4 separate regions of the Mus musculus genome follow, and regions 1, 2 and 4 are each linked to region 3. Evidence: chromatin contacts called from public ChIA-PET and HiChIP or PLAC-seq data. All regions are on one chromosome and are shown on one strand. Each heading gives the region's core, a stretch centred on a gene start, on an enhancer-like site or on the middle of the called end of the contact. The rest is flanking DNA. Distances are from core to core; before and after follow the strand shown.

Region 1 (6,676 bases), core at 3,160-5,659, 160 kb after region 3:
AAAATAAACCATCTAAAAGTACTAACTGGGGCTGTTCTTCCAGAGGACACGGACTCGCTCCTCAGCACCCATAAGGTAGCTCCTAACCCTAAGTGACCTGATTGTCTCTCTCCTGCTCTTCTGGCCTCCACGGGGACAAGGTACAGAACTGCTGTGCACACACATCTCCTAGCAAAACACCCATATCTTTTTTTGTTTGTCTAAAGATAGTTTCTCCAAAAACACTGAATTAACAAACAATGTTACTTCAATTCTCAGAGATGATAAAGATAAATTCAAACTTTACTACTCACTATAAAATTATATGCTCTATTTACAATGAAAACAAATGCTTTTACAAAATTCCAAGAAAAAATCCACGCGCATAAAAAAATCCTGTGTGCACACACAAAGAACACAAATATATTTCTATCTTACTAATGCATACATACACACAGCAATTAGCAATACAATCAACTGTGAGGAAACTACAATCAATCCAATGGCTAGGTGCATTTGCCTCTCAACTAGCTCAGCGGGGGTAATAGGTAACGTTCCTTTACATGTAACACAGAAATCATGACAGTAAATACAACAATATGTGACATCTAAAAACAGGAACCCGGAGAGGAATCATATGGCACTGAAGAGATATGTCACTACCACCCTACTAGGAGCGTCTTACGAGCAGAAAACACACAGGAGTGTCACGAAGCATACCCCTCCCCCATCAGACTCTTCCAAAGGCTCAGGAAACTGTATCAGACCAGTTGTCCTATCTACTTTATAGACAATAAAGCAGAGATCATTTCTACAATGCCATACTGCCAACAAGTGCAAAGGCAGGATCTGAAGCAGCTGCAGCTGAGCAGAGTCCAGCCGGCACTGCCAGGCCTCTCTGGCACTGCCAGGGCTCACAGTTTCCACAGGAGCCCCTTTTTCCTACATGGCTCTGGGCTGCTAATTCACACAGCTCTAACTCACAAACTGTCTCTCCCTCCAAAAATAAATAAATGAATGTTTAAAGCAGTGTTTGTCTCTAGCAGAAATGCTGCAGATACTCAATGCGTGTGAACTCGACTGCTCAAATGAAGCAGGCAGAGTATATCCTGCATTAAAAACAAAATCTAGTGAAGAACACATCTCAGAATCACAAGTGCTATCAACTGGCTGAACACATGTCTAGTGTGTGCCCTTTGCTCCTACTACTCTAGAGGCTGGGAAACAGCAAACACAAGCATCTCTCCCCTGGTAGAAGTTATGTTCCAGGAAGTGGAAGACCACAAATATGCTCACATTCAACAATCTCAAGTGGGAAGACAACGAGGACCAGGACGGCTGCAAATGAAGACACGTTTCTATCTGGGATGACCTCCTGAGACACTCCAATGAGATAGTGAGGGAAGAAGCCACAGGGCCAGGACGACGGACTCTGAGGCAAGGGCAAGTGCTCACAATCAGTTGGTCCAGACACGGTCAGAATCCAAGAGGCCAGGCAGACTGGAAGGACAAGAGACAACGAGGGGCTAAAAAGAAGTTCCAAGAGTTCGGGGCAGGGGCAGAGAAAGCTGGACCTGGCAGACATTAGAGACTTTGGAGGCCTTGTAAAAGTGTTGGCTGTCATTCAAGGGCGTGAACTGACTCTTCTTGGCATTCCCATAAGGATATGATAGGAAAGAAATAATGATCACATTGGTCACAGCCAGAGTGCTCGCTGCTCTTCCAAACAAGCAGAGCTAAGTTTCCAGCACCCACATGACATGTCTCACAACTTCCCGGAACTCCAGCTTCTCTGTGATCTAAAACCCTCTGCTGAGGGGAAGGCATACAAATATAGTAATGAAATACTTAGGTTTTTAAAAAAGATCCTGTCAGATGTGGTGGCACACACCTTTAATCCAAGCACATGAGAGGCAGGCAGATCTCTGTAACTTTGCAGCCAGTCTCTCATGCCTGCCACCAAGACCTCCCTCAAAAAAAAAAAAAAAAATCACCTCCCCATAAAAAAGGAAAACTTGAAGCACAAGGGCTGATTAAGGCTAAAATAGCCAAGATGGTGGAGGTAGACAATGGAAAATGTCTGATTTCTATGGACTTTCAAATCTGTTTCTAGAATTTTGTGTATTTATCTTTGTAGTTCTGGAGACTGAACTCGGGGCACTGCACATGATATATGAGCAATCTACCACAAAACAACAATTCAAGTGCTCTTCTCCTGTTTTTCTGAAAGGGCTCTGAGATGCCCAGGCCCTAGGTTAAGCTCTTCTACCTCGACTTCCTAGATGGGATTAGATCTGTACTACTAGGTCCAGCTTTCTAGGTGTTTTTAAGATAAAAGCAAACTGATGTCACTTCGGTGACAATGATGTCACCAACAATGCTGAGGAATGTGGCCTGAACAACTGGCAGATGAAGCCACCATTGTCTGAGATCTGGGAGCTCAGTGGTAGACCTGGGGTTCATCCTGAGCATGGTGAGGAGACAGGACGCACATGTAAGGATCTAGACAGACAAGTGTCTGCACTCAAGAGAGAAACTTAGGTTTGGTGGTTTGGAGAGATAGCTCAGAGATGAAGAACAATGGAATTCATCCTAGCACCCACAGGACTATATGGTAGACAGACAGACACACAGATAGAATATCCATACACATAAAATTAAAAACAAACAAATCTTTTTTTAAAAAAAGAAACTTAGATTTTACATTAGTAAAGCATGAAACCAAAGGAGACCATCAAGAAAGTAAGTGAAAAATTTGACAGATCATCAACTTCACAGAACACTCATCTCTCATGCTGAGGGGGTGTACATACCAAGCACAGACTGTACACTGCCCACAGCAGTGACCCCAAGGTTCACCAAAGATTTTCTCAATTCTTTCTTAGGAGTTTTCTGATCAACACCAAAGGTTAAAGGAAGGATATCAACTGTCCTTCCCCCAGTCCACTGGAACCAAGATACATCTGAGAGGAAACAGACATAAATAGCAACTATGCAGGAAAAATATGTGTAAACTAAACCAAACCATGCCGTGGTAACATCTATAGCCTTATAAAATTCAATAGGTGTTACTGTTATAGAAATGCCACAACAGCCAAAGCAGGCACAAAAAGGGGCTAAGCAAGATGACTAAAATCACACACATGATGTTTCTTACATCTACAACCCACTTGTGATGCTGAGATTAAACCCAGGACCTTGTACATGGTTATAACTGCTCTTCCAGACGGTTAAATCACCACCAGCAGCGCCCATCTCCCCTGACTCCCATCCCTTCTCTCACCTACCTCTGTTTGTCTGTTTTCCAGAAAGGGTCACCATATGTAGACCAGGCTAGCCTTGAACAGAGATCCACTCGTCTCTGCATCCAAAGTGCTGGGATTAAAGGTGTACACCATCATGCCTGGCCAGAGTCCATCTCTTAACCACAAAGCTATCCTGCTTTAAATTATGTGCCTCAAAATTCCAGGTTATCTCATGTAGTGAGCAATGAAAACCTGGTGCTGTTGCAGACTATTAAAATTAAAAAACAAAAACAAAAAGAAAACCTTTGAAAACCAGCAATGTTATCTGGCAGTGAGGATTATTTTCCATCATAAGTTGTTGAATACCAGGCCAAGCCTGATGATGGCTCTAAATCCTGGCACTTGAGAGGCAGAGGTAGGCAGATCTCTTTAAAGTTTGTCTATATAGTGAGTTTCAGGCTAGCCACGATGGTGGGAGGGATGGAGTGTGAGAGCAACAACAGGAGAGATGGTTCAGCAATTAAAAGTGTATACTGTTCTTCTAGAGAACCTAAGTTTGGTCACAGCACCCACTTCAGGATGCTTATAATTCCTGCTCCAGGCTATCTGACGCCTCTGTGCATTCATATGAGCGCACACACATGCATGCACGTGCCAACACCAACACACACACACACACACACACACACACACACACCTATACATAAATAAATATAGGAGACTGGAGAGATGGCTCTGTGTTTAAGCACACTGACTGTTCTTTAAGAGGACCCCAGGTTCAAATCCCAAGACCCACATGGCGGCTCACACTGTCTGTAACTCCAAGATCTGACACTCTCACACAGACATGAAGGCAAAACACCAATGAAAATAAAAATAAAAAAATAATAAACATAATTAAGTGTAATAAAAATAAATGTTAGAAACTGTTTTAGCATTCTCATTTAAAAACAAAGGGAGCTAGGTATGGTGGCACGTGTCTTTAATCCCTGCACTTGGGAGGCAGTAGGCAGGCAGATCTCTTGAGTTTGAGGCCAGCCAGTCTACACAGCAAACTCCAGAACAGCAGGGACTAGAGACCCTGTCTCAAAAAATAAAAATGAATAGTCTGAATTAGAAGGCCTTAGTGCCAGAAAAACAGCTGCAGCCCCACATGCAACAGGAAGCCACAGGTGAGCTGCTATAGCTGCGTGACTTGCTTTCAAAGGGAAATCAATTTTCTTTTCCTGTTCTCTTTTATACCAACATGCCTGAGAAAGAAAATGTAATGACTTAGACTCCAGAGAAGGAAATGTTACTCTGACACTCGTATTCACAGTGTGAGGAATCAGGCATTCTCATAAGCAGCATCCTGCTGTGGAGAAGGCCTCAACACATGCCAGGAGTCACTGATGAAGCTGCAAAGTGACACTGAGATGTGGACTCAGCAGGTGAGAAGGAAAACTTTCCCATCTGAAACTGATGTGGTGTAAGGTTGGTCCATCTGGCCAAACCTAACCATCCCAGTGAGGCAGCAATTCTCTACCTGTGTGATCAGTAACCAGGAACACCATCAATCTGGGGGTTTTGTACACTCAATTCTCAGAATCCAGGGCTTACTGAAGGCCCCAATGTCAATGCCCAGAACAAAGGGGTCAAATGCAAAGAGGAGCCTTTGTAGCAGGAAGCCTTAGCAAAAGCTTTTGCTTTCATACACAGGGAGGCAAGACACTGAATGGCACGTTCTAAACAGGCTTTAAGAGAATTTCGAGAACTAAGTCTGATAGAGTAGCAAATAGAAAACCTTAATTTCCTCCCTAAGGATAAAAGAGCAAACCTTAGCATACAATTAACAGCTCTACTAAAATTTTAAAACTATGTATTTTAGGGTCCAGAGAATAGCTCCATAGTTAAGAACACTCTCTCAGAGAACCCAGGCTCAATTTCCAATACCCACGTGACAGGCAGCTCCTAACTTTCTGTAACTCCAGCTTAAGGGGATCAGCTGCTCTCCTCTGGCTTCCCTAGGCACAAGCCATACACACGGCGGACAGACATACATGCAGACAAAACCCTCATACACATGAATAAAACTGAAGACAGTGGAACGATTTTATCATCGTAAACTGAAGCAGAAACGTTCGAGGATGAAATGTCCTAGCATATTTCCAATAAAAAATTTAAAACCTCGAAGGTTTTGTATATGTGTGTACATGCACATGTGTGTGTACATTTGTGTGTCTGTGTGTATACACATGTTCCATGTCAGTACACATGGAGACCAGAAACTGGCATCATGTGTCTTCTTTAGTTGATCTCTACCGTATTTTTGGGACAAGCTCTCTCACTGAACCTGGAGCTCACTGACTCAGCAAGACCAGCAAGGCAGTAAACTTTAAGATCCGTCTGCATCCCAGATCGAGGATTAGGACTGGATCTCGCACTGCCACACCTGGCTTCTTACAAGAACACTGAGGCTCGTGCAGCAAGCACCGTATCTCCCCAGCCCCACGTCACACCTTCAAATGGGAAGCCTTTGGTCGTTACACACAGACCTGTGTTGCTTTGTACATTGCCTATAGCTGTTTATTCTATTCAGCCCAAGAAGAAAAATTCACAGTTCAGTGTAAAGGAAAGTTTTTCTACAGTGGTGCCTTCAACAACTGGAGCTAGATATGTCTTTGTGTGTACGTGGGAGGGGGTGCGCTGTGCATACTGGATGTGTAGGAGCAGTCGCGGTCTATACCCATTTAGGTTCTGCTAGCACAACCCCAAGTTCTGATCAGCATTACAAAAAGAAAAACCTCTCCAGATATCACCACATAATCTCTGGGAAACAAATTTGCCCACAAATGAGAACTTAAATACCTGTGTTGTTTTACTCAAAATTATGCCTGACTAATATGGAATCCATAGACCTAACACCATTACTTCCTTGTTCCGCTAGCTGTGGGGGAGGGGCAACAGCATTACAAACACTCTAATGTGCCATGTTCTTTGTTCTCTAAAATAAACTGAACTGCCTGCAACAGTAATTATACAGCTGTCTCAGGCCGAATCAGGAGAATAAGAGCAAACGCCCCAAGAACCTGAAGGTCATTAGGAGCAGCGCTCCTCTGGAGACCCAGTCTGCTTCTGGAGCAAGGAAGGGCTTTTGCTGATGCCCAACTCAAGAGAAAATGAGAAGCCAAGGGAAAGAGAAGCCAAATGCCTATAAGCCAAGTCCCTGGTCTGAACGCAGGAAAGAATTCTGAAGCGCTGTTTCCATAGCACAACTGTAATGAGAACACTAAGAAAGGGAAAGAAAAACATAAGGACAAAGCATTGGGTTGCAGAAATAGCTCAGCTGGTGAAATGTTTGCCCTGAAAACAACAGTTCAGTTCAGTGCCCATTCGAGGAGAAGAAAGGGGAATGTATTAGGTGCTGGGTTTCAGATGCCTCGCAGATAAGACGCAGGCACAGGGAAAGGTCA
Region 2 (6,842 bases), core at 2,887-5,386, 180 kb after region 3:
AGTCTAATTCAAATATCACATTTCTTATAATTATGACACCTCAAGGAATCTATATATTTCAAAACTGTCAGATCAAAGAGTTTATGTTCCTATTTTTTCCATGAATGATAAATCCAGTGTCTCCATCACTACAAGTACATTTCCCATGAGAACTGTCACAGATGTCTCCTCCCTAAACAGGTGACAACTACAATGCCTAAAAACAAATGTTTCGTTCTTCTAACCAAAGGAATTAAAAGAATGGCAAACATGGAATCCCCCGTGAGGGACCAACAATGGGTAGAAAAGTCAGAAAGCGCACCTCTTGGAGGTTAGCCGCCTGCAAAAGTGGTGTACAGGGCAACCAATCAACAGACCTCTCCAGACCTGGATTTTATCCTCTTCTTATTTTCTTCATGTTTTCTTTGTGTGCATGTGTGTACAAGTGTGTTTACATGTGTGCACATAAACACAAAGGTCAAAGGACAGCTTGTAGGTTGTTCTTTCCTTCCCACCCCGTGGAGCCTGAAAAAGGAACGCCATCATCCAGCTTGGCGGCAAAAGGCTTTACCTGCAGAGGGATCTCATGGTCCACAGCTTTTAGTTGGAAACCACAGAAAACAACTATACCCTGCTTCCTTCACAAGGCAATCGTGAGGCCTGAAACAGAGTTCAGTGAAGGCTGTTCAGTAGATATAACGACTTCTCCCAACAGAAATGCAATGTCTATTTCACTCTCCAAAAGCTCAGTGTCCATCATAAGCTACTGGGGGCCTTGTGTATTAACTCTATACGATGTGCTCCACACTCATCAACTCCAGCTGCTACAACAGAATGCTGTAGGCTGATGGCTTTCAAAACAGAAACTCATTTCACTTAGGTCTCCAGTGAGAGCCTGCATATGGGTGTTTCCTGGCTCTGTCCTCAGAGCACAGGGGTTAGCTCAGTCTCTCAGGAGTGGCAGCTGCTCTCCCTGCGCCCCTTTCCCCTTCCTGTCTTTACTGATCCCACCACAACATCAAGTTAGGGGCTAGATCTGGACAGCCTGAACTGCAGAACACAGTTTAATACGTAGTATCTGCCTACACAAACTCTTGACTGTCTTTGGCAGAAATGAAATCTTTGTATTTATTTATATCTGCATCCATCTACGGGGAGGTAGGGAAGGTTAAAAGAAATGAAAATGATTTACTTTAAATATGCTTAAATGCTTCTTACTGAAGTTCACGAAACAGAAAATAAAATTTCAGATCAATAAAGGCACTGGGCCAATAGCAGTGGCTAAGGGTTATCTAGGGTACTACTCTACAATGTTCCATTTCCCCTTTGAAAAGTAAGCTTGGTATAAAGATGAGAATCCACTGTTGCATCCATCCTCCACTGTATTACAAAGCTTCTCTTTTCCTTGACACAGAAAAACTGCAGGGCAAGGAGGAGAATAAGATGAAAGCAGGGATGAGGTGGTACATAAACCTACACTGAGGTTCATTCTATACCTCGCCTTACAGGATCAGTTTCAAGGAGGCTAAGCCCTTTAGTTCAGGAGGTGAGATCCTTCTGTACCAAAAGATGCAAAGGCACAGTAGCCTATGGGCCACTCCCCACCCCCAAACAAATAATCCCACACATAAAGTGTTTTACAAGTCTCAACAAATCAGGGGCTACAGAAGATTCAAGTAAAGCAAACCTGACAGAAATAGGAATTACAACACCAGAGCTGGAGAGCTGGCTCAGTGGGTGAGAGCACTGGCTGCTCTTCTAGGTCCCGAATTCAATTCCCAGCAACCACACGGTAGCTCACAACCATCTGTAACGGGACCTGATGCCCTCTTCTGTCTGATGCTTTCTTCTGGCATAGAGCTATACATACTAGTAGAGTACTCATTTTTGTAAAATACATAAATAAGTAAATCTTTTTTTTTTCTCTAAGATTTATTTATTTATTTATTTATTTAATGTAAGTACACCGTAGCTGTCTTCAGACACACCAGAAGAGGGCATCAGATCTCATTACAGGTGGTTGTGAGCCACCATGTGGTTGCTGGGATTTGAACTTCAGACCTTCGGAAGAGCAGTCGGGTGCTCTTACCCACTGAGCCATCTCGCCAGCCCCATAAGTAAATCTTAAAAACAAAAAACAAAAACAAAAACTACAAAACCTTCCTCATAATTCAAGCTCAGATTTAGGGCTCACCGTTGGTTCTGAATGACAGGTTTAAGGCTGGGCCACCATGGCTCCATAAGCCAGCAACTACAAGCAGTGGGTATGCATCCAAACGGTTATATACTATGTTCCAGGACATGAGCCACACCCTACAGAAATACTCAAAGATGCCTCTGAAGAAAAACAAAGAACCTGGGCTGAAAAGACAATTCACTCAGTGCTTTACCTGGGATAAGAGGAGAAAGGAGATGGGGAGGAGTGAGCAAGAGTGCATGCACCAGCTAGAGAGACCGCTCAGCAGTCAAGAGCACAGGCTGCTCTTCCAGAGGTCCTGAGTTCAATTCCCAGCAACCACATGGTGGCTCACAACCATCTGCCATGTCCTCTTCTAGAGTATGTGAAGACAGCAACAGTGTAATCACATATATTAAATAAATAAATCTGGGGGCAGGGTGCATGTGCACACACAAGAGAGACTGAGCACAACCTACTGTTTGGAAGGCCCACCAGAGGGATCACATGTTTAAAGACAACTTGGTCTTCATAGGGAGTTCCAGGCCAACCAGGACTCAAAAAAATTCAATAAATAAATAAATAAATAAATCAAAAAATCAAAAAATCAAAAAAATTCAAAAAAATAAAATAAAATAAAGCAAACAAGGCTCTGGCAACTAACTAAACACAATTAGTGTGATAACGAAATTCTGACAAAAGCTGGATCAATGAAAAGTCAAAAAGCTCTAAACAAGCAGAGCCAGACATTTCTCTAACATAGAAAGACGTGGTGCACTCAGCAAACAGAAGTGCAAGGGGTTCGAGATCATCCTCTGCACTAGAGCCAGTACAGTGAGAGTCAGTACAGTGAGAGCTATTTCAACAAGCAGGTGCATGGAGGAGCTCAATGGCTGGAGGGTGGAGGGAGAGGAGGCTGCTGCAGAAGTCTGGTGTCTCAGCCCCGTTGACACAGACACCACAGTAGTGATTAAAATGTTACAAAGCAGACAATAAGTATATCGTCCCTACCGCACAGACTGTTACAGTGGTATTTAAAGTCTCAGTCTCTGCTTAATGCTTAGGTTAGAGATGTGAGCTCTTAGGTGTTCCTGCTGCTGTAGTTAACTGCTCCCTTGCTTCCCTGTTATGTCAACAATGGATTCTTTATTTCTCTGGAATGATAATCCCAGAATAAACTCTTTCTTTTGGAAAAACTGTTCGTTTTATTGTTTTTGTTTGTTTGTTCGTTTGTTTTTGAAACAGCATCTTACTAAAGAAAATACCCCACCCCAAAATCATAGCCCAAAACAGGCCCAAGGCTTCAAGATTCCTGCCACCCATGGAATTTTAGAAAGCAGCCAACCCCCACTACACTTCCTGGACCTCTGAGATCATAGAAACCAAGAACCTGATTTATCTTTCCACCCTACAGTTCAGAAAGGCAATTTCTGGGCCTCTCAAGGCCATGAGCACATGACATGACACATGACACATCCCATACCCTCGAACAAGGACTATGGTACAGTCCTCTCAGCTGAAAAAGCTGCTCTCACCATTCTGAGGTCAAGCTGGGTCTGTTCTCTCATTTTCCTCCACTGATTTATTACTAGTCCTGGCTGGCCTGAAACTCACTATGTGAACGAGGCTGGCTTTAAACCACAGAGATTCACCTGCCTCTGCCTCCAAAGTACTCTAAAGGTGCATGCACACCACTATAGCTGGCCCTAAACTGTTCATTTTTTACTAAGCAAATACTAATAGGTATAATTTAAGAGATTTATTAATTTGAGCCCCTTCCAAAAATACTTGTTAAATTTTCATAATAGAAAAAAAAAAGCACTCATTTTGAAGAAAGATTTGGACACTGTACTAGTGTTCACTATCAACCTGACAATCAGACCTGCGGGCAGCGCCCTTCCCCGGCTGAGACTCGGTGCTGTGTAAACGGGGAAAGGGAGCTAGCTGAGCAGCTGTTTGCCTTGGTCTTCCCCTCTCTCTGCCTCATGACTGAGGTCACATCACCAGGTCTCTAAGCTTAAGCTTATGCAGCTCTGTTGTCCCCACCATGGCAGTCTGCAACCTGGAACTTCGAGCCAAAGTAAACCTGCTCCCTTGTTTTGGCCAAATATTTTTATCATAGCAATATAAAAAGAAACCAAGACAGAAATTTAATTTTTTGTCTTTGTTGGCTGGTTGGTGATACCAAAAAACTCCAAAAAGTTCACTACATACTACATATGCATGACATGCCAACTACATATGATACGTTTCAATGTTTAAAAGGAAAAGACTAATGAGTAAATTGAATGACCCACCTTTCCAGGGCTGCAAAGGTGGCTCAGCAGTTGGGTACACTTGCAGAGGACCCAGTTTTGAATCCCAGTACATACATGGCATCAGACAATCGGCTCTAACTTTAGTTCCAAGGGATCTGATGATCTTCTGGCCTCCTCAGGCACAGACACACATGTGCTACACAGACATAATGCAGGCAAAACACCCATACCCATACAATGAAAATTTCTCCAACCTTGGTCATATAAAAAGATCCTAATCAACTCCTCCTGTTCTTTATGCACAGAATAAATTGGTCTGAGAAGTCCTAAAGACCGTGTTACAGGGCATAACTTCAATTGTCATTTTATTCAAAGGCATACAATTCACTTCTGATGCTGACACTCAAGCCCAGCAGAGACCTGTTTCCACCCATCTATTTTTAAATTATTAGCAGATAATCCGGTGGCTTCGTGGTAAAAGCAGCTGTGAACACAGCAGCACACACCACTGGAGTGTGCTGACTTGACAGTGTGGCAAATGCACGGTGAGTGTGTGCTCTCTTTTACTCTTTTAAAGCTCAGCAGCCACAAAGAAACTACCACCTTTAATACCCAGATCACTAGGAGCTCACTGGCTTTGGAAAAGCAAGATGTAAGAAACAGGTCTGTTTGCTGCAGAACTGAGCAATGAGTGCAAATGCTAATGGCATGAACACTTGGCTTTCACATCAAGATCTAAACATACCACAAATTCTTTAAAATATCCACAGAGAACTTACAATTATCAAAATTAAAATGTTTCTTTCTAAAGTTACTTATAGTCATTGCCTAATTTTACCCACCAAACCCAAACATGGCTGACATATAACCACCATAAAATTTTACAGCCCTTCTAATGTACTAAGCAGGTAGCAGTATTAAACTTCAGTTTCTCTTGCTAGCATCCTTTTGTTCCAGCTCTGAGGCCGAACCTCTCACTTCTAAGAGTGTGCACTACTCATCCTTTATCAACTACAAGCATCCACTTCAAACAGACTAGGAGTATAGAGGCCATCAGGATGGTTCAGCAGGTAAAGGTACCATGCCACCAAGTCTGATGAGCGTCTCCTAGGACCACACAGTATATAGAGAACAACTCCTGAACATTGTCCTCTGACCTCCACACATGCTCTGTGACATGTGTAACGTACACACACACACACACACACACACTTAAAAATAAGGATTTGCAAAAAAAACAAAAACAAAAAACACCAACCTATCCTTCTTCGTTGTACCTGATGGAATGTTTTAAATACTTTATATAAATGTTATGTGATTTTTCTTCAACTTCAGTTATCTTCAAGGAAACCTAATTAGCCTAATTGTCTCATCACAGAACTTTTAATGAAACATTAGGAACCAACAGTTTCAGGAATGGTTAATGAGATGTAGCTACAAGTCCTCTTTGCATTTGTACAACAAAAATACTGCAATCAAAGTTGACATCAATGCGAGACTGTAGAAATGGCTGATCATAAAGCCTTTGAGGCACAAACTGAGTTGCTTGACTCGAGAAATGACCGAGTTCTGAAGATCAGAGGGCAACTAAGAGTACTTGCCAGCAAGCCTGATTGATAATCTGAATTCTAGCTACATGGTGGAATTCAAGAACTAACTTCCATAAGTTATCCTCTGACTTCCATGTGTTGCTGCATATATACAAACACCCATTAAATAAAACTAATTGATAATACAATAAATGTAACTTCTTAAAAAAAAAAAAATCAGAGGCTGAGGAATCTGGAATCCTAGCCAAACTGTTCAACCTCTTGCCTCTTGATGCCACAGTTTCCTGGCTTTGACATGGATCTCTCTTATACCTACAAGGACTAAATAATTCATGGCAAAAAAGAGTAACACAAAGGAAATGGAATTATCTACACTCCTACTGTCCAGAGAAAGGTAACCACCACTTCTTCTTACCATGCTGAGTAAGCACTGGTATGTGGCTAGGATCATACTATGTAGTTAAACAGCCTCTGTTTAACATAAGGGGAAAAGCTATCTTAATTTTCTCTCCTGTCTTCCTTCCTTCCTTCCTTCCTTCCTTCCTTCCTTCCCTCAGTGTATGAATGTATCCAATGGAACTTGGGTTATTTTTCTCTATCGCTCTCCACCTTACTTTTTAAAGTCAGGATCTCCATCAATGAATCTGTAATTCAGTGATTTAGCTAGAGAGGAAATTGGGCAAGACCCTAGGTTCTTCCTGACTCTGGCTTCCCAGTACCACAGTTATAGAGTTACACTGAGCTTTTACGTGGGTGCTGAGGCTTGAACTCAGGTCTTCATGCTTGTGCAACAAGCACTTTTCCCTATGAGCCATCTCACCTGCCCCACTTATAATGACTTTTAAATGCCTGCATACTCCTTGTATAGACAGATTATGA
Region 3 (6,957 bases), core at 2,395-4,894:
TTCAGGTGTTACAGGCCCCACATCTGATGACATGGAGCAAGTGGGCCTCAATCACAGTTTATTGATTACATGAATAATCTGGAGGTGACCACAGTCCTTCCACATTGTCTGGCTTCATTCTGTCTGTCCACAGGCCTCTACTGCTAAGTGTCTAAATATAACTAACAAAACCAAAGGATGCCTTCCTTATCTTCTCCAACCAAACCTACACAATTACTAGAGGATTCAAGCTATCCTCTTCCTACCAGCTACCTGCTTAAGGGAAAGAATAAGCAGTTTTCTATTTCAACCTTTGTGTATTGACTACTCCTTCACAGGCTGTCTCCTAGCAAATGAACATTACTCTATTTCCCATTCAAGGACCACATACCTAGTAGGAAAATGACTACATGTCGGGTGGTGTAAGTAACAGCTGAGTCCTCCCACCTACCTTTACCTATGACTCTCTGAGTTAAGTTAGATGACTGTGTTGAGCACAGCAAAGTCCTTTGCTTCAGGGTACTGGCCCAGTCAAGTCAGAGGCTAGGTAAACAGCAGATCAACAGGTGCAAAGATTCAGCTGACTAAATACATCTTGCCAATTATTGGCTACACAGCTACGTTCAAATTAAAAATAACCTGGCACTAATAACAGAACACAAACAGCCATTCTTTCCCTGTGGTATCATTCAAGAATCTCCATACAAATGCTCCAGAACGTGGTTCAGAAACATGCTGTTAAAGGTTCAGCTTTCATTAACAAAGTTGATCTCAGCACAGAGCAAAGGTGTATAAAATAAAAAGAACTGTAGCTTGGCTGTTAAAGCGCAAAGGAGAAAAGTCATTTCAGTGAGAAAGCCCTTTGTAAAACCTGTTTTAAAAGGGGTGGGGGGTGGAGGGTGGAGGGCTGAGTATGAAGCCCTGGATCCATTCCCCATCAGGAGCAGCAGCACAGGCCAGTGCTAGGAAAGGAAATGCTGACGGATCACAAGTTGATGGGTAGGTACCCTCAGCTACATAGGAAATTCAAGAACAGTCTGAGCTACAAGAGGTTATATCTCAAAAATATGTGTTCATAAGTGTTTACATTATAAAATTATATTTATGTAAGTATATATATATATTTATATTGCATACACATATATACTGTTTATATATTCTGTGTGTGTGTGTGTGTGTGTGTGTGTGTATATACCAGTGGCTTACAATAACAAGACGCCCAAGCACCAAATGGTCACCTTTGTGGAGCTATATAACTGTACTAGCACAGCTCTGGGCAACAACGACCCATATTCATACAGACATATGATCTCAAATCAAATACACTATATCTGTAAGCCACTGAGACGTCTCCTGACTTCCCAGATCAGGAAAAGGCACCACAGGCTCACTGTAATCCCTGGTAGGGACTTTATTTTCCCTTTATATGATATTAGCCTGAGTTCCTCACTGAGTTCAGCTAAGATATCACCGACCAAAGCAAAGAAAACCAGCTGGGCATGGTAGTTCACATCTTTAGCCCCAGAACTGGAGAGGCAGAGGCAGGCTGATCTCTGTAAGTTCAAAGCCAGTCTGTCTGGTGTACATGGTACATTCCAGACCATCCAGGGCTACGTAGTGAGATCCTACTCAAAGAAGAAAAAAAACCCATAAAACAAGATTATGAGGGCTGGTGAGATGGCTCAGTGGGTAAGAGCACCCGACTGCTCTTCCAAAGGTCCGGAGTTCAAATCCCAGCAACCACATGGTGGCCCACAACCATCCGTAACGAGATTTGACTCCCTCTTCTGGAGTGTCTGAAGACAGGTACAGTGTACTTACATATAATAAATAAATAAATAAATCTTTAAAAACAAAACAAAACAAGATTATGAGCCCAAAGGGAAGGAAAGTCAATGTCTTTTTAAGAAATGCAGTCCAGTGGAGCTAAGAAGCACTTCCATCAAAGGCAGACCTCAGTCACCAGTAAGCTTCCTGTCAACCAGCAGTCACTGTCTCCTACCCACCACAGGCACTGTGTTTGCTCACTCTGCCCCCGTGAATGATGGCTATCACACTCAGGCAAGTCCCTAAAGGGAGGCTTCTAGATAGAAAGCTGGTATGAGCCAATCACAAGGCTGCCCTGCTGGTTTCTGTTCAGAACAACAGTGCTCCCATGATACCTCACTTTTGCTAAAAATATTGATACTGAGGGAACATGAACACAGCTGTGTGTAAATCACACACACAAACAGATCAGCTCTATCTGCTTAAAAGGGATACAAACACACTACTAATGCATTTGCATTCACAGTTGGACACACTGAGCTGCAAGCTGAGACTTTTCTGCCCCCTCCTCCCTTCTGATGCAGAACATGGTTCCCTGCACTTGTTTGTTGGAGAAGGTATCTGAGGTTAGGAAGGAGATACTGTCATAAGAGCTGTGGAGTTTCATTTTGGCAGGAAAATCCATCTTGCTAGAGTGACTTTAGTTAGGAGCAGGGGGCACCCATTACTTCTGGCATTTTGCTGGTGAAGGCAAGACAGCTGTTCAAGGCTAGGCTAGCTACACTGAAAGATTATCTCAAAAAAGAAAAGTGGAGGTAATGTGGGGGATGGGAGAAAAGGCAGCATGGGCAGAAGCAGAAAGTGGGGAGCCTGGGCGTGTTCAGAAAGAACAATCAGAAGCCCTGTCTTCTATAATAGGCTCACACAGACACATATTGTGCTCACACAGACACATATTGTGCTCACACAGACACATATTGTGCTCACACAGACACATACTGTGCTCACACAGACACATACTGTGCACACGCTTGAAAGAGACCCACCAGCTGGGCAGTGGTGGTGCACACCTTTAAACCCAGCACTTGGGAGGCAGAGGCAGGCAGATTTCTGAGTTCCAGGCCAGCCTGGTCTACAGAGTGAGTTCCAGGACAGCCAGGGCTACACAGAGAAACCCTGTCTCGAAGGAAAAAAAAAAAAAAAAGGAGAGAGAAAAAAAAGAAAGCAATAAAGGAAGAAGTTCCAATAACAATATGTGGACACAACAAGGACCTAATTTTATTCTTTTCTGTGTGTATGTGTGATAAAAATCCTCCAATTAACTTCCTTCTTTTATCTTTTCGCAACGTCGTTCCTATAAACCGAGAGGGGGAGGGGAAGAGAGATCCATTTCTAAGGCTTGGTTTACGGTGCTTACAGTTTCACCAATAAATCATCTCCCAATCTGGGCTTGGAAAAGCACTGGCCACGGTTTGATTGCTCCAGCCCCAGGTTGCCAGGCAACCAGCACAAGGGGGAAGTCTGAGAAGAGCTGACAGATAGCCAAGTGGCTGAAACAACAGACTTCTCTCTGTCACAAATGTGTTTCAGAGCACTACTTGCCCACCTCCTGCTCTCTGCTAAACACGACATGACTGTAAAATCAAAATCAAAAGGCCCCTGTAATAAAAACATACTTCCTGCCCAATTACCAATTGTTAAAATGCTGTGGGGAGGCCCAGATCACACAGTGTACTGCAACAGAAATGTGATACTGTAAACGAGATGAAGTCGCAGCGTTTGAGAAACCTGAGCTAAATGCGGCCTTGTCATTTCAAGTCAGGGGACCTGGTGCGCAGAGGAAATCAGCAGCCAGAGAAGCACCGGAAGGAGAACAGCGACTGATGGAGGAGGACGTTAAAGGAACAACCCAGACAACTACGTTACAGGGGAAGTCACAACTGCTTGATAAAAACCAAGAAACTCTTCAACTGTTCACTGTGGCTTAGAGACAACAAGAGTGTCCTTCCTCTTCAGGGTTGATCAAGGACCTCCTGGAAGCCACACGTGCTGGTGGTTCCAACTGGACTCCCAAATGCTTAACTGTGACCTGGATTATCAGAATGCATTCTATTCTTAGGATAATGTTGATTTGACCAGTTTGAGACACAAGAGTCTAAGGAAGCATGCGCAGCCCCTAGGGTCTGTGTCCTAAGCCAGCACACACGGCGCCCACAGGTATAATAAGTACCAACTCTGAGGCCATGGCATTGAACCTGACATCTTGAATGTTCCAGAAACAAGGGGCAATTCTTAATCTGTTTTATGCCATAGATACTTTGTCATTCTGGCCAACCTAAGTCTCCTAAAAAACAGTTTGTGTTTGCCTAAATACATGGGACTTCAGAGGGAGCCAGTGATAATGAAATTCCATCACTAAAACATTTTTAAAGTTTATTTTTATGTATATTAAGTGTTTGCCTGCATGTATGTAGTGCACTGCATTTGTGCAGTCCCTGAGAAGGCCAGAAGATGGTGTCATATACCTTAGAACTAGACTTACAGGCTCCTGTCCACAGCAATGTGGGTACTGGGAACTGAAGCCAGGGCCTCTTGAGAGTGGCCAAGTCTTACCAGCAAGACATTTCTCCAGCTCCACCTAAACATTTTTTCCTTTTTTTTCTTTTTTGATTTTTCTAGACAGGGTTTCTCTGTGTAGCCTTGGGTGTCCTGGAACTCACTTTGTAGACCAAGCTGGCCTCAAACTCAGAAATCTGCCTGCCTCTGCCTCCTAAGTACTGGGATTAAAGGCGTGCGCCACCACGCCCGGCACCTGAACATTTTAAAAGGTGTGCTGGAGTGGTGTGTGTGCTACATTAACAATAAAGAGCAAAACTACCTGAGGGTCTGCTATAGGGAAGAGGTGGTGGTGTGCATTTTTTTTCAGTGTGAGCTCACAACATGGGCTTCAGAGTACAAGGGCAGAAGTATTCTATCAAAGCAATGTCAGCCAGTTCATGCTTGGGCGCCCAGGATGACCCTCTCTTTATACTACCAACCCATATCCTACCAGGTCTCCAGGACTCTCCTGGGGACCAGACTGATGATTCAAATAGTTCTTAGGGAATCCATTTCCAAACCCTCAGCTTTCGTAGGATTCATCTGTCAGAGAGGGCCGGTATCTACCTTTCCTTCTCATCTCTATTTATTTGTTTCTGTTGTTGTCTGTTTTTATTATTGAGACAGGGTTTCTCTGTGTAGCCTTGGCTTTCCTGGAACTCAATCTGGCTTGAACTCCTAGAGATCCACTGGCCTCTGCTCCTGAGATTAGAGTGTGCTTCACCACCTCCGGCTTTCTTCCCTCCCCTCTTCTCTTAGGAGGAAGCTTTGGTGCTCTCAGGGCACTGCATAGAGCACAATTCAAGGCCCCAGGGCTAAGTTGGATACTTTTTGTTGTTGTTGTTGTTTTCTGGGACAGGGTTTCTCTGTGTAGCCCTGGCTGTCCTGGAACTCACTCTGTAGACCAGGCTGGCCTCGAACTCAGAAATCCACTTGCCTCTGCCTCCCGAGTGCTGGGATTAAAGGTGTGCGTGTGCCACCACACCCGGCTTTAGATACTTTTTAATTCTGTTTTCAACCTAATTGAAGTTTTGATGAAATACCATTTGTTAGGCAACTGAAAACAGAACCCAACAACAGATCATACTTTGGGCATTATTATGGAAGGAACTCAGGTAAATCAGTGGTGCTGGCAACCCTTAATTTCCATCTGTTTATTCACGTAAGCATGGCTTCCTGGCACTGACATCTACAAATAACTGACAAACGGGAATGAGCAGAACATCACCTCATGCTAATGTTCATCTAAGAGCTAATTTTTAGAAAGTCCACCGCATTCACCAGGCAGCGATGACACGCACTTGGGAATGTGTATGATGGATGAGTTTTAGTTTGCCTTATGTCTGCGCACCATGTTCCTGGGACTTCTGGAGGCATAGAGAGCATAGGAACTCCTAGACTGGAGCTAACAGACATTGTGAGCCACCATTTGGTGCTGGGAACTAAACCAGGGTCCCCTGTAAGACATTAAGTACTCTTAACCACCGAGGAGTTCTCTAGACACCCATTTTATTTTAAATGTCAACATTTGTACATTGGAAATGACATCCTCATGATAAAAAAAAAAAACCACATACACACAAAAACACACAAAGCAAACAAACAAGACACACAACGACAACTGCCAGATGGCTAGTGATATGGCTCAGCGAGTGGAGTGTTGTCTAGCACACAAGAAGTATTGGTTACACTGGAGGGTGAGACAGGAGGAACAGAGTTCGAAACCTCCAGCCTGGGCTGCATGAGAGACTAAAATGGTCAGTGTGAATGGTTGCAGGGACCTTCTTCTAGATGCTTCACATGCAGCTTCTGCACTGTGTTCTTTTGAGATAGCGTGCTGGCCTAGGTCACCTGGCTCTGGTTTCTAAATGCTGGTGATTACAGTAGTGCTACCATGCCTGGTGGGGGTTGGGACAATTTTTTTTTTTAAGTTTTGTTTTACTTTGTACCAACTGAAGAGAGACATGGAAATTCTCTGGAGTACCAAGCAAGCACTGTCCGTATCAACTAGACTCAGCACACTCTGGATTAACTCTGTAGAGCCAGTGAGGGCTCCAGAGCTAGTCCCAGCATTGCATCTTCCTCTGTGCTGGCCTCAGGGGACCTTCCCACATTCTGACTTCTGTCCTTACAGTATCACCCCCTTCTGTTGAGGTTGTCATGTCTGCCAGAAACCTTGTCCTGACAGCCATTTAGTAACTGTCAGTTCAGTGGCATTTCCTTCCTAGGTACTTAGAGCCGAACTGTCGAATTAGTCCCTGTCCTGAGAGAAAGGAGTCCAAGGCACTGACTCCCAGAAATCAAGGCTATTTGACTTTTGCTTTTTGTGCTTTAAGCAGTCACACACCCCGAGAGGCTGGCTCCATGAGTCAGAAAGGAGACAACTGAGTGGTGAGACAAGTTTCTTACTCTGGAGGAAATCACAGACCAAAGATGAACAGGACACCAGTCTCACAGGGTGCTCAGAGGGCAGGCAGTCGGACATTGTGGCTCATGCACTAAGATCTAATCTGCTAGCCGGGCGTGGTGGCGCACGCCTTTAATCCCAGCACTTGGGAGGCAGGGCAGGCGGATTTCTGAGTTCGAGGCCAGCCTGGTCTACAAAGTGAGTTC
Region 4 (7,310 bases), core at 2,405-4,904, 240 kb after region 3:
AGAACTGCGATGGTAGAGGAAGAAAGGGTACTCTGGGAAAAGCAAGCTTCCATGTTATCTTTATACACAGTGAACAACCCAAATAATGCTGCATTTCGTTTGGTGTGTCTGCAAAATTCTTCTCCTAGTTGGCTCAGTACTAACGTGAAGAGATAGAGAGCAGGTCTACTACAAGTCATTCACTCATCTAACAATTTCTATTCACTGGGCACTGCTGGGTGCCATGAAAAGAAAGACTGGCTTGCTTTCTAGTGTGTATAGGGAAGGCCTGTGAAAATAATAAACAAGTTAACAAATGCCAGCCCAGAAAAGTGCTCTGAAGAAATCGTGTTTTAAAACAGAGATCAGTCGTCTTTCCTATCCAGCCCTATCTTTAGCATCAGCTTTTAGGAGTCCTTGGATGCTGGTGGCACTGAGATTTATTTTAGGAGTGATAAATTCGTTATTCCAATGTGTTCATACCACAAACTCATTTTCTGTGTAAATATTTTCAACCAAAGTATTCTGCAAAACACATACACAGCTCTTAAGGGCTCCCCACAACCAAACACAAGCACTCTGTGCCACTGTCTTGACTCTCACACCACAGAAGCACTCAATTTGGTTCAACACTTAATCTGGGGTCGGGAGACATGGTGATCAGCCACTCTTTTTGTTTTAGAAAGAAAAATAAGAATATCTTGCTAGGCCAGGCATAATAGTACATATTTTTAATCCCAGTACTCAGGAGGCAGAGACAGGGGGATGTCTGTGTATTTTAGGCTAGCCTGGTATTATAGAATGAGTTACAGGGCAGCCAAGGATTTTTATACAGGAAAACCCTGTCTCAAAAAAAAACAAAGCCAAACAAAGAATATTTTGCTGTAAACAAGACAAAATGAATTCCAACTGTTAAGCATCAGGCACGTCCAATATAGATCTGATCTAAAAAGCACAGAGATCCAGGCTAACATGGTAGACTTCTGCCCTTCTCTGTGTCTGTGTGTGTGTGGGGGGGGTGGGGGGATTACAGATAAAATAGTAATATGTGTGACCACAACCATGCTATTGAATTAGAGCTCTGTCAAGTCTGGAATAAAGTGAGCCTTTGCTTTGCTGCTGTCAACTTTCAGCACTTTCTGCCCCCAACACACTATACATCCATTATAAGCCAAGTTAATTTAAAGACACAATACACAACTGGGTAGGGAAAACAGCAGATGTCAGGAATGTTCAATGATACTAAATTCTGCCAGCAAAGTACAGCAAAGTCATACAACAGAAGAGTACATATCGTTACAATACTCAAAGCACATCTAACAACTTGAAAGATGTTAATGTTCTTGTTGTACTAAACACAGTAACTGAAAAATATATCTAGTGTGTATCTATTTTAAAAGTACATTTATACTTCTTTACAAGATACCAGGGAATACATAATAACACAATGACTCAAATATACATATATACTATCCATGTAAAAAAGTCTCAAAGAATTTATCACTAATAGCTAACATTAATTATGCTTTTTTTTTTCCTTTGAGAAGCCCACCCAGCCTTGAACTTGCTATACAGATCAAGCTGACCTCAAACTCAAGAGATCCACTTGCCTCTCTGCCTCCTTAGGATTGGGAATAAAGCCATGTGCCACCACCTCTCTTGGCTTATAGCTGCCTAAGTTAGTGGGTTTTGGCTTTTTCTTTTTTTCTTTTTTCTTTTCTTTTTTTTTTTTTCCGAGACATGGTTTCTCTGTGTAGCCCTGGCTGTTCTGGAACTCACTTTGTAGACCAGGCTGGCCTCGAACTCAGAAATCCACCTGCCTCTGCCTCCCGAGTGCTGGAATTAAAGGCCTGCGCACCACGGTTTTGGCTCGTGTGTTGTGTGTGTGTGTGTGTGTGTGTGTGTGTGTGTGTGTGTGTGTGTGTGTTGGGGGGGTGGGGGGCAAATGGTGTGAAAGTCAAAGGTTGACCTTAGGTGGCTTCCGCAACCACGCACCAGCTGATAAACTGAGACAGGATCTCCGACTTAGACCTAGAGCTTACTGGCTCGGCTAGTCTAGATAGCTTGCTCTGAAGATCCCACCTCTACATCCCCATGCTAGGATTACAGCAAGCCTCCACAACAGCTACACGAGTTTCACATGGGCACTGGAGATCTGAACTCCAGTCCTCATGCAAACCCTCTGCCTGGGGAGTCCTCTCCACAGCCCTTCTTTATTCTAAGCATGCTTTCTGGCTTCCTAAATGAACATATTCAGTCACTTCACAGACTAAGCTATAAATATAGGTTTTGTTTAAAGCAGGTTACAAACAGCCCACATGTTTAGTATCAGTGTTATCTGAAGGCAAGAAGATAGCCAAAGAACAGGAAGGCTTGATCCGTGGTGACCGTCATCTCTAAAAGTCCCACCTATTCAGAATTCCTCTCAACAATGTTCTGCCATCATGGAGGGTAACAGAGACAAGAACTCTATGAGGTCCTATTTCTGTGACTCACCACAACTCAGACACAACATACCCATCACTAAGACCACCCATTCTAGACACTCTTCAACAGATAGCACCCTACCAACCCTGAGCCCTGAAGACTAGTCTGTTCCCGGCGCCAACAGAACAGAACATCCCCTCAGTCCTGTTTTTTGCCAGTCTCTCTCAGACACCACTTTCCTTTCTCTGGCTTACACGCACTGCTTCTGCAGTTCCTAATTTCTCTCTTCATTGGGCAAATTATTTACAGCGTATATACAAATTAATTCACTTTAATGACTTTAAAAAGTCAAGTAAGAGTTGCTCTACCACAGATATGAACCTTCTCAAGTGGATACACATGGACTTGTTGTTTATTGGTAGTGCTGTAATCCAATCCTCACCTACTTTTCCTAAAAATCATAGCATCATTCCCAAAGAATAGAATTCAATCATGTTCACTGTCTATCTAATCCCCGTATATTTAGTCATGATATAATTTTCCCCCTTTGAGACAGAATTAGCCTCAAGCCTCACACTCATAATCTTCATCCTGTCTTTCCAGTGCAGTTTTAACAGTGTGCCCCACAGTGGTTTCTAGTCTCAACTTGCCATGTCTGAGCAGTCCAGCAACTAGGTTTTTTTTGTTGTTTGTTTGGTTTTTGGTTTTTGTTTTTTCGAGACAGGGTTTCTCTGTATAGCCCTGGCTGTCCTGGAACTCACTTTGTAGACCAGGCTGGCCTCGAACTCAGAAATCCGCCTGTCTCTGCCTCCCGAGTACTGGGATTAAGGCGTGCACCACCACGCCCAGCCTTAGGTTTTGTTTTGTTTTGTTTTTTAAGATATATTTATTATTATATGTAAGTACACTGTAGCTGTCTTCAGAACAGAGTGTCAGATCTCATTACGGGTGGTTGTGAGCCACCATGTGGTTGCTGGGATTTGAACTCAGGACTTTGGAAAGAGCAGTCAGTGCTCTTAACCGCTGAGCCATCTCTCCAACCCACACCTAGGTATTTTACAAGCACTGGGGTACCTGGCCTCACAATCACACTTTGCATACATGGATTCATCTGATTTCCAAAATCTATGAGATATTATCATCCCCATCTTGTACTTGAGAAAACTGAGGCCTAGGGAAGGTCAGAGACTTCCTCATTTACCTAGAAGCTTCTACATGACATTGCAGAGCTATGCTTTAAAGCCACACTGTCTAACCCACAGCTAAGCTTCCCCTTACTGAGAAGTCTTCAGTGGGAAATAGTAACAGCTTCATTTCACATGATGTAGTAAGCCTCCGACCAGTGTGAGTCCTCACACTCTGAGTACTCACTCCCTGTCACCTACACCTCATCCAGTCTGTTTTTACAACTGCTTCCTATGTAAACCCCTTCAGCTGTGCCACTAAGGGAACATTTCAGTAACTTTCTGATTATCTGGTACTTTCTTTCCTCAAAGAAGAGTTCCTAGTGTAAGTTTTCAAGTACAATTAGCCCAAGTTTAGAGCAAGTAACTTTGGATCTTTCCTCTCTATATGTTATCAATATTTGAGCTTCCACTTAAATATTTTCTCCATTACTGTTAAGATAATAGCAAAGCCAAAAAGTTTATTCTGAGTGAAGCCAAAAATGTACTTCAACAATTTGAAGAAGTTCTAAATCAAGAAAAAGTTATCAATCTTTTATCTGCTAACATTTGTACTGCAACCTATTTAAAACAGTCTTATGTTGGGGATTGACTTATCTAAGGAATTCTTTGCCTTTCTAAGGAAATAAAAAGAAATAGTATATCAAAAGTCACCAAAGGCTTTTCTCATGTTTCATTTCATTAAAATTTCATAGTAGTGAACTAGGAGTATGGCTAAGTAGGAGAACACTTGACCAGCATGCCCGAGGCCTTGGATCTCCAACAAAACTTATGGCTTTAGACAGATCAGTCTGAAAACAGAACTGTATTTTTGAGACAGTCTCACATAGCCTAGGCTTGTCTCAATTCTGTGCCCTACTGCTGTAACCTCCCAAATGCTAGAATTGCAGGTGCATGTCAGCAATGCCAGCTTTAAATATTATACTTTTAGGAAGAGGTGCATAGTATGGGAGCTGGATAAAGATCTCAGTGGCTAAGAGCATGGATGCATGATCCTCAGCTCAAGCCCCTAGACTGTGAATTCTGCAATAGCTCAAAACCCTCAAGAGCATTCTTGCAGTGCTCCAAATTAGACAGCCAGGAATTTGGTTATCTGATACAAGCGAACAACGCCCTCAGAGAACACACAACAAGCCCTGCTGTCAGCCTAACCAAAAAACAAGATTCAGGGAAAGAACTGATTTTTCCCTAAAATGAACAAAAAGGTAAATTTCTGTGCCAGTCAACAAAACTTTACACAGAAGGGTGCTTACTGGTCGGCCATTTCTCTTAGCGCGGGTCGCTTGGGTGTAGCGGCAGCCGCTCCGGTCACAAGGGGCGGGCAGCGGCGGAGTCGGCGGCTAGCGGGGTGCAGCGCTCGCCGGTGGTCGTGATCAGTCTACCCCTCAACCCCAAGCCTTTTCTCAGTGGACTGACAGGGAAGCCAGTGATGGTGAAACTTAAGTGGGGCATGGAGTACAAGGGCTACCTGGTCTCCGTGGATGGCTACATGAACATGCAGCTTGCAAATACAGAAGAGTACATAGATGGGGCGCTGTCTGGACATCTGGGCGAAGTTCTAATAAGGTGTAATAATGTCCTCTACATCAGAGGCGTTGAAGAAGAAGAGGAAGATGGGGAAATGAGAGAATAGCATCTTGGATTTATATATATATATATATATGTATATATATATATGTATTTCTATACAATAAAGATTTGGGTTTTTTTTTTTTTTCAAAAAAAAAAAAAAAAAAGAAGGGTGCTTACTTTTCTACTGTCCACAGATCCTTACAACAGTGCTCAACCTTCCTAATGCTTCGACCCTTCAATACAGTTCTCTATGTCATGGTGACCCCAACCATAAAATCATGTTTGTTGATACTTCATAACTTTAATATTGCTACTGTTATGAATTGTAATGTAAGTATCTGATAAGCAGGACATCTAATATTCTACCCTTGTGGGAAATGGTCATTCGACACCCACCCCGCATGGGGTGGACACCGCAGATTGAGAACCACTGCCTTAAGAAAACAGCCACTAACATCTGTCACATGCATCTTGTATCACCTGAGGCAAACTCACGAAGACACCGCTCTTCTCCTGCAGAATCTTAGATGAAAATCCCAGGCTTTCCAAGCATCACTTTCCTGTCCACAACCTACTCCACACTCACATATTCATCAACACCCACATTAAAGCAGGATAAAGGAAGACATAATGTGTGTGGTGCTTAGAAAGGCAGAGACAATTCCGCAGCCTAAGTGCAAGCTTGCCTCAACAACCCACTTCAGGTGCCACTGTCAACTCTCCACCTTCTGTGTATCCCTCTTGCCAGTTTCAAAATCAAGATGAAATCCCTTTCTCAGGCTGGCCAAACGGTTCAGTAGGTAATGGTGCTTGCCATAGAAGCCTAACAATGTGAGTTCAATCTCCAGAACCTACATAAAGGTGGAGAGGACCAAGACCTTAAACTTGTCCTCTGACCTCCACATGCAAGTCATGGCATAAGTGTGCACTTTCTTCTCTCCTCTGCCTCTGCCTGTCTCTGTCTCTGTCTCTGTCTCTGTCTCTGTCTCTGCCTCTGTCTCTCTGCCTCTGTCTCTCTGCCCCTCTGCCCCTTGCCTCTGCCTCTGCCTGCCTCTGCCTCTGCCTCTGCCTCTGTCTGTCTCTCTCTCACACACACTCACACACACACACACACTCACACACACACACAGAGAGGGAGTGAGGGGATAGAACGCAACAACAACCCAGCTATAAACCCTCTGATCTACAATGATGACATGCCTACAAGATATGCTGGAGCAATCTTGGCACAAAGTTTGTGGGGGTAGCCAACCACTATCTGATTGGATTTAAGATCCATTCCATGTGATTAGAACCCATCCCTGACACTGCTCAGGTGCCAAGAACTTGAGACTAGCTAGACAGGTGAAGGACCTACCAGAAGACCAAATTCTACTGTTCTGCTAAAGGAACATGGCAATAAAATGACTCCTAACAATATTCTGCTAAACTCATAGGTTAGTGTCTTGCTTAGCCATCATCATAAAAGCTTCCTCTTACAGTAGACAGGAACAAATACGCAGACCCACAACTGGACAATAAGTAGAAAGTAAGAGAGAGAACCCTTGAACCATTCAGTCCTAACTGGGCTGTCTCAGCCAAATCCCTGCCCCCAGGACTCAAGGAACCCTGTGGAAGAGGAGGCAGAAACAGTGTAAGAGTCAGAGGAGTTGGAGGACACCAGCTCAACAAGGCATCTAAACACAGCAGGACCAAGGAACGTATGAGCTCGCAGAGACTGTGGCAGCATGCACGGAGCCTTACAGGGGTCTCAACAACTGAGTCCTAGTGCTGAGAGAAGTGGTCACAAGCCACCATCTCTAACCCAGAAGCCATCTCCAATTGACAGCTGCTCACAAAAGAAAATTTCGTTTTGGGGCTGGTGAGATGGCTCAGTGGGTAAGAGCACCCGACTGCTCTTCCAAAGGTCAGGAGTTCAAATCCCAGCAACCACATGGTGGCTCACAACCATCCGTAACGAGATCTGACTCCCTCTTCTGGAGTGTCTGAAGACAGCTACAGTGTACTTACATATAATAAATAAATAAATAAATAAATAAATCTTAAAAAAAAAGAAAATTTCGTTTTCTCCTATGAGGTTCAGTGTACATACAAACCACTCTTTATGGCAGGCCCCATGCCTAGCAGTATAATGAGAATTCTGGAATT

Evidence for each region. ChIA-PET counts read pairs in DNA pulled down with a chosen protein or histone mark. HiChIP or PLAC-seq counts read pairs in DNA pulled down with a chosen protein or histone mark.
Region 1: an RNA polymerase II ChIA-PET map of memory CD8 T cells shows a contact between it and region 3, with 95 read pairs. The contact joins two enhancer-like sites. A contact is called at or near these places in 2 of 484 Hi-C or Micro-C datasets (the HPC-7 cell line and cortical neurons), 6 of 115 datasets of contacts at active chromatin or transcription factors (bone marrow-derived macrophages, embryonic stem cells, extraembryonic endoderm stem cells and 2 more) and 2 of 9 other capture datasets (adipose tissue and liver).
Region 2: a contact with region 3 is called in an H3K4me3 HiChIP or PLAC-seq map of bone marrow-derived macrophages, with 4 times the contacts expected there. The contact joins two enhancer-like sites. A contact is called at or near these places in 2 of 39 promoter capture datasets (the C10 cell line and pre-B cells), 1 of 15 datasets of contacts at CTCF or cohesin (the NIH/3T3 cell line), 33 of 484 Hi-C or Micro-C datasets (the C10 cell line, the C2C12 cell line, the G1E-ER4 cell line and 20 more), 25 of 115 datasets of contacts at active chromatin or transcription factors (the 230-238 cell line, the NIH/3T3 cell line, bone marrow-derived macrophages and 16 more) and 4 of 9 other capture datasets (adipose tissue, embryonic stem cells, liver and 1 more).
Region 4: an H3K4me3 HiChIP or PLAC-seq map of bone marrow-derived macrophages shows a contact between it and region 3, with 2.9 times the contacts expected there. The contact joins two enhancer-like sites. A contact is called at or near these places in 5 of 39 promoter capture datasets (the C10 cell line, the HPC-7 cell line, cranial neural crest and 2 more), 11 of 115 datasets of contacts at active chromatin or transcription factors (bone marrow-derived macrophages, embryonic forebrain, embryonic stem cells and 4 more) and 1 of 9 other capture datasets (embryonic stem cells).

Annotation. Positions count from the first base shown.
Region 1 is chr4:150,396,959-150,403,634 of GRCm38.p6, reverse strand. The region is part of intron 1 of Rere (arginine glutamic acid dipeptide (RE) repeats); the gene reads right to left. Among named protein-coding and RNA genes, the nearest start is that of Gm52709, 67 kb to the left of the region's middle. Within about 2 kb of position 4,409, at least 20 of the 459 cell types and tissues checked have an H3K27ac peak or open chromatin away from gene starts, as enhancers often do. A contact at or near this core is called in memory CD8 T cells, where this site is marked.
Region 2 is chr4:150,376,750-150,383,591 of GRCm38.p6, reverse strand. All of the region lies in intron 1 of Rere (arginine glutamic acid dipeptide (RE) repeats), which reads right to left. Among named protein-coding and RNA genes, the nearest start is that of Gm52709, 87 kb to the left of the region's middle. Within about 2 kb of position 4,136, at least 13 of the 459 cell types and tissues checked have an H3K27ac peak or open chromatin away from gene starts, as enhancers often do. A contact at or near this core is called in the G1E-ER4 cell line and bone marrow-derived macrophages, where this site is marked.
Region 3 is chr4:150,553,283-150,560,239 of GRCm38.p6, reverse strand. All of the region lies in intron 11 of Rere (arginine glutamic acid dipeptide (RE) repeats), which reads right to left. Among named protein-coding and RNA genes, the nearest start is that of Gm52709, 89 kb to the right of the region's middle. Within about 2 kb of position 3,644, at least 225 of the 459 cell types and tissues checked have an H3K27ac peak or open chromatin away from gene starts, as enhancers often do. A contact at or near this core is called in the G1E-ER4 cell line, the HPC-7 cell line, bone marrow-derived macrophages and 1 more, where this site is marked.
Region 4 is chr4:150,313,090-150,320,399 of GRCm38.p6, reverse strand. The region is part of intron 1 of Rere (arginine glutamic acid dipeptide (RE) repeats); the gene reads right to left. It also overlaps the pseudogene Gm13092. Among named protein-coding and RNA genes, the nearest start is that of Rere, 35 kb to the right of the region's middle. Within about 2 kb of position 3,654, at least 32 of the 459 cell types and tissues checked have an H3K27ac peak or open chromatin away from gene starts, as enhancers often do. A contact at or near this core is called in the HPC-7 cell line and bone marrow-derived macrophages, where this site is marked.